3 separate regions of the Neogale vison genome follow, and all the other regions are linked to region 3. Evidence: chromatin contacts called from public Hi-C data. All regions are on one chromosome and are shown on one strand. Each heading gives the region's core, a stretch centred on a gene start, on an enhancer-like site or on the middle of the called end of the contact. The rest is flanking DNA. Distances are from core to core; before and after follow the strand shown.

Region 1 (3,011 bases), core at 243-2,742, 260 kb before region 3:
CTGCCTTCAGTTCAGGTCATGATCCCAGAGTCCTGGGATAGAGCCCCACATCAGGTTCTTTGCTCCGCAGGGAGCCTGCTTCCTCCTCTCTCTCTCTGCCTGCCTCTCTGCCAACTTGTGATCTGTCAAATAAATAAAAATCTTTTTTAAAAAATTACTGTTTCTGATGTGCCACACACCCTTATGTCAAGATACATAGCAGTTCACAAAACACTCCAAAGTCCCTGTATCTATGGGGCACTGCATTATGTCTATTCTACATTTCTGGATCAGTATCTTCATTCAAACTTGGAGTTCCTGGAGGAAGGGGGCAAGACCTGACTCCCCTCTGCGACCCACATCCTGGCATTTGCTTAGCAAAAAGTTGAATTTTGAATTGACTTGAATTTTGAATTCACTTTGGCTCACACCATGCCCTGTTGTCCTGATACAAGGAGTTAGAAGAGAGGTCACCAAACCCAGTAGCTCTTATTACCCCTCAGATCAAGACCCTGAAGTTTGGTACATTTTTTTCAGGAGTTGAGAAGGGTAAGAGTCAGCCCCACCTTGTTCCTGCAGCTAGTAACCTGAACTGCAGGTCTCAGGTGACAGCAGCAACTCTGCATCAATAATTGAAAGCAGGTCCAGCCCGCCTCAGGGTTCTCTGGCCCCAAGGACTCCCCCTCCTTTCCTATGCTATGATCATCCCAAGCAGGAGCCTCCAGCCCAGGTAAGCAGGGCTCTTGAGTGTGGGTTCCCAAGCACATCAGTTCAAACTCACTATCACTCACCTACTCACATCCATTTATACACTCTTACTTTCAATTTCAGTCCCCACCATCACCAGGGGCCTCACAAGGGGCAGATCTGGAGGAAAGGGAGGATGGTCCAGGGCAAACCAAAGGAGAAGGAACTTACCCCTATAGGGGGTGAGGAAGAAGAAGAGGCTTAAGTGAGGGGGCTCTGTGCTGTGTGTGTTTACACTTGTAAAAGGAATTCTGAGGGAGAACAGAAAAGCTGAATGCAGGGGAGGGGAAACAGGACTGGAGAGGATATAGGATCAAGGACTCCTCCCACCCTCAAGGAAGACCAGATGGAGGGGTGGGAAGAAATCTCATTCTAACACCCTATGGAGTGTTTTGATTGCCTTCTACTGAGACAGCACATAGGGCCTGAAGGGGTTTCTGACTACAAATCTGTGCTCTTTTGCTCTACATTAATGGGTCAGAGAAGAAAAGGCAGAGGGTGAAGAGGGTAGAGGATATCTCAGAGGAGGTCTGCGAAAGCAGTCCAAAGATGAGGAAATGAGGAGAAACAGGTAGAAGAAGCAAGGTGAAGATAGGACCAAGGGGCAGAAGTGGGAAGAGGTGGCTTGGGGGTGGGAGCAGAACATAGACTAGCGTGAAGTCCTTGAAAGTGCATGGGCTTGAAATCAGACCAATTCAGATCCAAATCCCAGTTCTGCTGTGTGATTCTGGACAAAACTGTCTTTTGAGCTATGGTCTTTAAAATATAGAAATAATACAAATGACAAGCAATGATGCGTGTGGGTTTCCCTCCCTGCCTCCCTTCACACCCAGTCCTGGTAGGGACCATGTCCCCTGCCATCGCACTGGCCTTCCTGCCCCTGGTGGTGACATTGCTGGTGCGGTACCGGCACTACTTCCGACTGCTGGTGCGTATGGTCTTGCTGCGGAGCCTCCGAGATTGCCTTTCAGGGCTGCGGATTGAGGAGCGGGCCTTCAGCTATGTGCTCACCCATGCCCTGCCTGGAGACCCCAGTCACATCCTCACCACCCTGGACCATTGGAGCAGCCACTGCGAGTACCTGGGCCACATGGGGCCTGTCAAAGGTCAGTGTTCCTTAACCGTCTGCTCTAGGAAGCACCCCCAAGATGGTAAGGAAGGTCTGGGATCTGCCGCTGCCTACTGGGTGCCCTCGGCAGGTTCCTGATCCTCTCTGGGGCTCTTTTTTTCCCCTCTACAAATGAGAGAGCTAGGCAAAGTTATTCATTCATCTAGCAAACACTTATTGCCACCCTTTTGTACTAGGCCTGTACTAGGTGCTGGGTGGGGAAAGGAAGCAGAGGCCACACAGATCAATCAGCCACAAATGCTGGCCTCAAAGGAGACATAATACAAAGGGAATAACCATCACAGTGCATAACCCATAATTTTGTAATTACCTGTCCTAAATATTTCTCCCCACACCGTGGAGTCTCCCACATCCCATTCAGGGTAGCTGCCTGGCTTTGTCTGAATCCCAGCTTCTGGCACAAGTGCTTTTAGAGTCTGAAGAAATTTTTCAAATTCCAAGGTTAGAAAGATATTCAATGAATAAAACAAGGGGGGGATGAAACTGGGAAGTTCTAGCAAAGGTTTCTGTTGGTTGTTTCTACTTGAGCCCTCCTGGACGAAGCAACACTTACACACAGCCTAGAATTGCTTCCTGCTTGGCCAAGCAGATAAACACAGGGGTGGGGAGGGGCAAAACCAGCCACATATACTAATGCAGCATGATGGAATGAGCCAGCACTGACTTGGCTGATTCTGGCCACAGTGTATGGGAGGGCTGTGATACAAGCTACAGATGGGAAGAACTGGAAAGGTTGGCTAGGATCGGGTCCAAGAAGGTCCTGAATGTCAGGCTGAGGATCTCAAGTTCAATCTCAAAGTCCTTGAGGATCATAGGAATCAAGGAACAAAGGGTCAGATTTGTTTGTTGGAAAGATGCCTGATGGGTGGTATGAAGAAGAGAGTGAAGGAGGCAAGCCTGGAGGGGGAAGAGGACCAGTGGGGCAGCTGGAACTATAGTCTGAGAAGACCCCAGGTGGTTGAGGGTTGCAGTGAGGCAGGTGGGCATTTGAGATCCCTTTCTGTCAGGGGTCCTACATCCATCTCCCACATCTGCTGCAACAGCCGTCTTTCCCCCCAGGTCAGATCCTGATGCGGCTGGTGGAGGAAAGGGCCCCTGCTTCAGTGCTAGAGCTGGGCACCCACTGCGGGTACTCCACATTGCTTATTGCCCGTGC
Region 2 (2,985 bases), core at 399-2,898, 450 kb before region 3:
CATTCCAAGAATAGCCACATATGTGTGGCCTGTAGTTAACTTATTTGAACAGTGCAGTTCTAGAGGGATTCACATGTGTACAGACACATAAAGTATTTCTAATAGGAAAAACCATAAAGTTTTAAAGTTCATTAATTGAAGAATGGATAAATAGAATGGTAAAATACTATATACATTATATAATAGAATACTACCTAACAGCTAAAAGAAATGAATTAGATGTAAATATACATGAACATGGACACTTCTCAAAAAATATAGTGAAAGATTAAGTTACAGAATGATATAGAAAATAGCACTTATTTTAATAAAAAAACAAAATGAAATAATACAATTACATTGTGAATACACAGAATTTTTCTCAATGGACTGGGAGAATACCCAGCTAACTGAAAATAGTGTCTGAGAAAGATGAAAGAGTAATGGGTCTGAGAGTAGAAGACTCAAGTAAGTTCAACCTTTATCCGTATTATTTTATCTTTTTTAAAAATGAGGACGCAAAGAGATCATGATGTCAGTAGTCAATTTGGGGTGATTGAGTTATAAGGTATTTATTATATTCTCTGTATTGTTTCACATAATAAAGTAATTCCCCCTTTAAGTAAATAAGATGCCTGTAGATGTAAATATTACCCTGTAACTTCCTGTTGGTCCTAAAATAAAGTTGACAGGCACTGCATTGTGAGTCCACTGGTCATCCTAGCACTATTCTCCCGATGATCCAGCTGGGCTACCCACGGGGTAAGTGTGCAGGGGCCATAGGTTTGTATGGTGTTGGGTGCGGATGTACCGATAAGAAGGGGATGGAAATGAGTTAGGAAGCTTTAAGTTGGGGTGCAGCACAGAGAGAATAAGGTGTATGGGCGGGGGTAAAGATAGGGGCTGCGCAAGCACGATGTGTGGTGGGAAAGAGTACGGAGATTTGTAAAGCGACCCTAAGGCGTGAGAGCGCAACAGCAGATTGGGAGCGGTGGAGGTGCCGCAAGGCTCTTCTCTCAGGTTCAGGAGGCTAAACCGCACAGCCGCTTCCCCCGCACCTCAGAATGCGCTGTTCTGTACATTCCTTGACGTCCACCCATTCTCGGCAACTCCCCTCCCCATCAACAACCCCCGCAAAGCCCCTCACCCGGGACAATGGACCTCGAAGAGCCACCGCTGCCTCAGATCCTGGACCACAAACCCATTCTCCCGCCAATCCGGCCCTCTGACCTCCGCCTTCTGACCTGGAGCACGACTCTTACGCCACCCCAAGTCCCGGAATGTGTTCTGTCGCCTCAGGAAGCCGCTGTTTCTGAAAGAGGACTCCCATCGAAGCAAGAAGACATTCGTGCGTAGCTATGTATATTTTATGTCTATTTGTAAATGAATATCTTACGCAAATTTTCACTCACTACAAATCTGTCCAGAGCGCAGAAGTTAAACTTCCGGGTCAGATTCAATACGTTCTGGGATATGTAGTCCTTAGCCTCCACGCTTCACTCCTTGGAGCTCAGAGTGAGGGAGCGTCGGGAAAGTTGACGGTTTAGAGACTCTTCTCTTTCGCTGTCCAAAGGGGAGAATTGGCGAAATATTTGCACTATAAATAATACAGGCCCAATTTCTCATTTCGCAAGAACCCTCCTCCACCTAAACTTGGAAGTGCCTGGAACCCGTCCCTCCCTGACCTTTAAAGAGTATCGGGTAGATGGTCTCTTAGTCCCAATCAGAGCTCCGCCTGTCTTGATGCCCCGCCCTCCTGCTGGAGCTTGAGCCGCCTATTGGCTAGGATCACTTGAGCGGCGGAAGCAGCTGGCTAGCACGGGGACGGAGGAGGGGTAGAGTTGTGAAGATGGCGGCAGTGGTGGAGGTGGAGGTTGGAGGAGTTGCTGCCGGGGAACGGGAGCTAGATGAGGTAAGAAGAGTTCAGAGTCAAGGAGGGAAGAGGCTTACCCTGAAACTGAAGGGAGGGGAGGAGAGGAATCGGGAGTAGGGTCCTAGGGGAGGCGGGACCCTGAGAGGGTAGGAGCCAAATGGGGGGCGGGTGCGCGGAGAGGGAAATCAGAGATACCCTGGACTCGGAGAGTCGGAGGCGGACATGGGGGTAGAAGACTTGCAGTAACCTCGAGGGTGGAGATGGAGGATAGGGAAGGAAGCCAGAGAGGATGGGGGCATTAAGATTTGAGGTATTACTTGGGGGTCCTAGGGTAGGACTGAAGGGCTGAGAGGTAGCTTGAGTCGGAGGGGCGTGGACTTCTGTAAGGGAAGGCCGGGCTTTAGCTGTGGGAGAGTCGCGTCTAGGTTTGGCGTGGGGGTTGGGGACGCGGACCGGGGAAGAGTGCTAATCTGCTAATATTATAGCATTATTTTTTACATAAGAACTATTTTATTTTTCCATACACTCTAGGACTTTGTACCTAGTGTACTTAGTAAAGTTTTGGGCACTGAATGGATGAACGAATGATCACATACCGGAATTCATCCATTCACTCATTTAACAAACGTTACATATCATCTTTGCGCTGAGTTCTGGGCTAAGTGCTAGGGACGTAGGGGCCTTCCCATTGACAAGGCCACAGCCTAGTGATGGGAGACACACAGGGAAGACTAGTCACTGCATCAGAGGTTTAATGATGGCACTGCAAAGAGGGGACCAGTTTAGTTTGGGCTAGGGAAGGGTTCTCAGAGGAACTGAGTCTTATGGGGTAAGTGATTCTCTATTTCTGGCTCCTTCTAAACGTATGAGTTCTTTGAGGATGAGCTCCTTAAGGATGTATGTCCCCTTTACCTGTTTAATAGGCATTTAACAACGGATGTATTTAATTACCAGTGGTCCTTGAGTCACTAGGAAGAAAGACACATTGAGTTTGGAAGGAATGAAGGGACAGCGCTGAGAAGTGAAGAGAAGGTGAGAAAGTAGAGGGAGATGATTTTGAGGCCAAAGGTACATTCAGAACAAGGGGTGTTTATGGCCTTTCACAGGATACAATATAGACAGCACAGAGGGAT
Region 3 (3,103 bases), core at 100-2,599:
GCTCCCAAGTCTCAGAGCTTGGGATGCATGAGACCTATGAACACCATGCTTCCTGCCTTCCCCCCTGAGGAACTACTGAGAACCTGCGAGGTTGGACTCACATAAGCCAGAAGCCTGGCTGCCTGCTCTCCCAGTTCCTGCTCAACTCCCTTGCTCCCAGGTGAGATGCCAACCTGGGTCAACCAGCCCCCATGGCTGCTTTGGGTCTCTAAGGATCCAACTTCTTTGTTTTTCTTCTCCTGCCAACTGCATGGCTGGGTAAGATCACCTCACACCTGAGACCAGGGACAACAAAATCCCTAGGAGGCTGATGGGCAGACCCAGACTGCTGAATTCAAGACTCAAAATAACAGCACTGTAAGAGTACTGAGAAATCATTCTTTACTGTGTAAGGGGGGAACCTGAAACCAGAGAGGAGCAAGGGGTGAGCAGTGGCAAAGGTGGCACTGAAACCAAGTCTGTACTCCTTTCTTGGGCCATCTTTCTCGGGAAAACTCTTCCTAAACTATCTAATAGTTGCCCTTAGAACACACAGCAGTTTCTTGGGAGACCACTTAAGAGAGGAATTCGACCAGGCAGAATATTAGTGCATAAAAGGCCCACACTCTAATTTTAGAATGTCTCAATGTTTCCATTGCACAGATGGACAAAATAATGCCCAAACGAGGGAGCTGACCTATGATAGGAAGTTATCCAACTCAGAGGCACTGAGTCCTCCAGTTCACCAGCCTGCCCCAGTAACCAGACGATGTCTGAGTCCCTACAGTCCTGAAGCTCTGCTGACCTCAATCTATAAGCAACTCCCGCCCTCCAAAGATACGGAGTCGGGTCACTCCTCCCGCCTCTGTCTTCCTCGAACCCAGACTGCCCCGATAATCACCCTTGTTAGACGGGTTCTTGCTGTAACAGTGAACGACAAGCGCCGTGGCCAGGGCCCATATGCTCAGTCCGGCCCTGCTGGGGACCCCGTTCCAGCTGTCCTGTCCCGGGAGTGTTTCTTCTGGGCTAGGAAGGCGTCCAGATGTTGCGGCTACGAGGCACGAGGTCTCGGTGAGTCCTCCCTGGCGCCCCCAGGTGGCTGCCCCTTCATGGGGGAGGAAGGCTGGCGATGTTTCAGGGCGCCCCCCGACGGCCGCCCTCAACCATTGCGGCTGCCCGTGGCCCGCGGTGGTCACACTCGGGCTGGAGGCACTTCCATGACTCCGGAGAGAAGAGGACCTAAGCAGCTGGAAGAGGAGCCGCGGCGCCGGCGCTGTTCTCCTCAACACCAGGGACCCCAGCATCGTGACAGCTACTTAGATAACCCCCTGGTGCCGGCCCCCGTGCTGGCCGCGTCCAACATGGCTGCCGCGGCGCGTTCGAAGACGCCGCGAACGCGGGGGAATACCGCACTACTTCACGGGAGTGGTAGTCCATAGCCTTAGACTTTTCCGTAGCTGGAGAACAAATAAACTACATTTCCCAGAAAGCTGTGGAACTTGCGTCACAATGACTGCCGACTTAGAGGAGCCTAGTGCATGTTGGGAAGTGGAGTTTGACTGAGGGGGCGTGGTAAGAGGGGAAATGCCTGGGTAGAACGTGGAGATTAGAATTGAAGTTCGATTCCCAGAGCCTTCTGCCAAGTTTAGTCAAAATACACGACGCAGGCGGACGCCTGGGTGGCTCGGTTTGGTTACGCCACTCCCTTCAGCTGGGGTCGTGATCCTGGAGTCCCAGAATCCAGTCTGGAATTGGGCTCCCTGCTCAGCGGGGAGTCTGCCTCTCCCTTTGACCCACCCCTCTCTCGTGCCCTCTCTCTCAAATAAATAAAAATCATTAAAAAAATTTTTTTAATGCGACACAGGTTCTGACTACTGCAAGTTAAATAGAGATCTGCAGTAGAAAACTTTTATGAAATGTATGCTTATTTCTTTTAGCCTGTGTCTCTTTTTAGCCTGCGACAGCTTTTCAAAAAAGAAGTTTAGGGGAACTAGTACACCTGTAATAACAATTCTCTTTATATTTTTACATAGACTTCCTTTCGGTTGAAGAGCTACTTCTCAGTCTTGTTTCTCACTTGTGTTATTTTCGGAGGGGTTTCACGTGGGTTGTCGCATCGTATCTCATGACAGCTGCATGGGGAAGCTGGGCAAGAAATGTTATTCCTGTCTACAGGAAAGGGAATTTCAGCTCAGAGGTGGAAAAAATTGTTAATCCATCAATTAAAAAAGCTCAGGTCTTCTAACTCAGAGCTCAGTACCGGCACCCCCATTTCTTCCTCTCTTTTCCAGCCCACAAGCAAAGGAAGAAGCTATTTTATGCCAGTCCCATCTCTTCTGCCCTTCCTTCTCTCCTCCAACTTCATGTCATCAGAGCCTTCTCTGACGATTTTATTTAAAATAGCAATTCTCTTTCCCACATGCTTCCTATCCTGCCTAATTTTTCTTCACAGCACTTACCACGTGATATACTGGAAATTAGTTGTTTATTGTCTCACTCCAATAGAACATGAGCCCCACAAAATAGGGACTTTGTTTTTTCTCTCTTACATTACTAGCACTCAGACCAATGTCTAGAACAAAAAAAGCTGCTAAATAAATATTTCTTTGGTAAAAGGATTACCCCTGCTTTATTATCGTGGGGAAATGAATATAAACTTTGGAGTGCAGGCAGACCTTGATTTCAATTTTGACTCTTGAATTTACTAGATGTATGACCTTGGACAAACTTCCTTATCCTTACCCTTTCTCATTGTTAATTTCCTCATTATTATCAAAAATAATATTACTTACCTTCAAGAGGATTGCTTGTTTTAAATGAGGTAATATGGAGACCACCACCGTCCCTGGCTCACATTAGGTCTTCCAGAAATGGCAGCCAGCAGTGTTTTCCCTGCTCTAGGAGTGTATTGGATTCCCTACTCTAAACTTCTTTTTACGCTTTTATTTAAATTCCAGTTAGTTAACATACAATATAATATTAGTTTCAGGTGTACAATACAGTGATTCAGCACTTCACGCAACACTAGCAGTCTCTCAGCAAGTGCCCTCCTTAATACCCATCACCTGTCTCACCATCCCCCACCCACCCATCTCTCCTCTGGGAACCATCTTTTGTTCTCTAC

What was found. A called contact is a pair of places that touch in the nucleus more often than the background predicts.
Region 1: a Hi-C map of muscle shows a contact between it and region 3, with 7 times the contacts expected there. The contact joins the promoter of TOMT here to the promoter of CLPB in region 3.
Region 2: a Hi-C map of muscle shows a contact between it and region 3, with 5 times the contacts expected there. The contact joins the promoter of XNDC1N here to the promoter of CLPB in region 3. A contact is called at or near these places in 2 of 3 Hi-C or Micro-C datasets (fibroblasts and muscle).

What each region holds. Positions count from the first base shown.
Region 1 is chr7:150,890,414-150,893,424 of ASM_NN_V1, reverse strand. TOMT (transmembrane O-methyltransferase) reads left to right here and starts at 1,492. Exons shown (of 3, transcript XM_044258617.1): 1 at 1,492-1,832; 2 at 2,915-3,011. The coding sequence starts at 1,517.
Region 2 is chr7:151,084,053-151,087,037 of ASM_NN_V1, reverse strand. XNDC1N (putative short transient receptor potential channel 2-like protein) reads right to left here and starts at 1,648. Exons shown (of 24, transcript XM_044258615.1): 1 at 1,224-1,648. It overlaps RNF121 (RING finger protein 121), which reads left to right and starts at 1,799. Exons shown (of 9, transcript XM_044258616.1): 1 at 1,799-1,891. The coding sequence starts at 1,829.
Region 3 is chr7:150,629,161-150,632,263 of ASM_NN_V1, reverse strand. It overlaps CLPB (caseinolytic peptidase B protein homolog), which reads right to left and starts at 1,349. Exons shown (of 16, transcript XM_044258605.1): 1 at 881-1,349. The coding sequence starts at 1,283.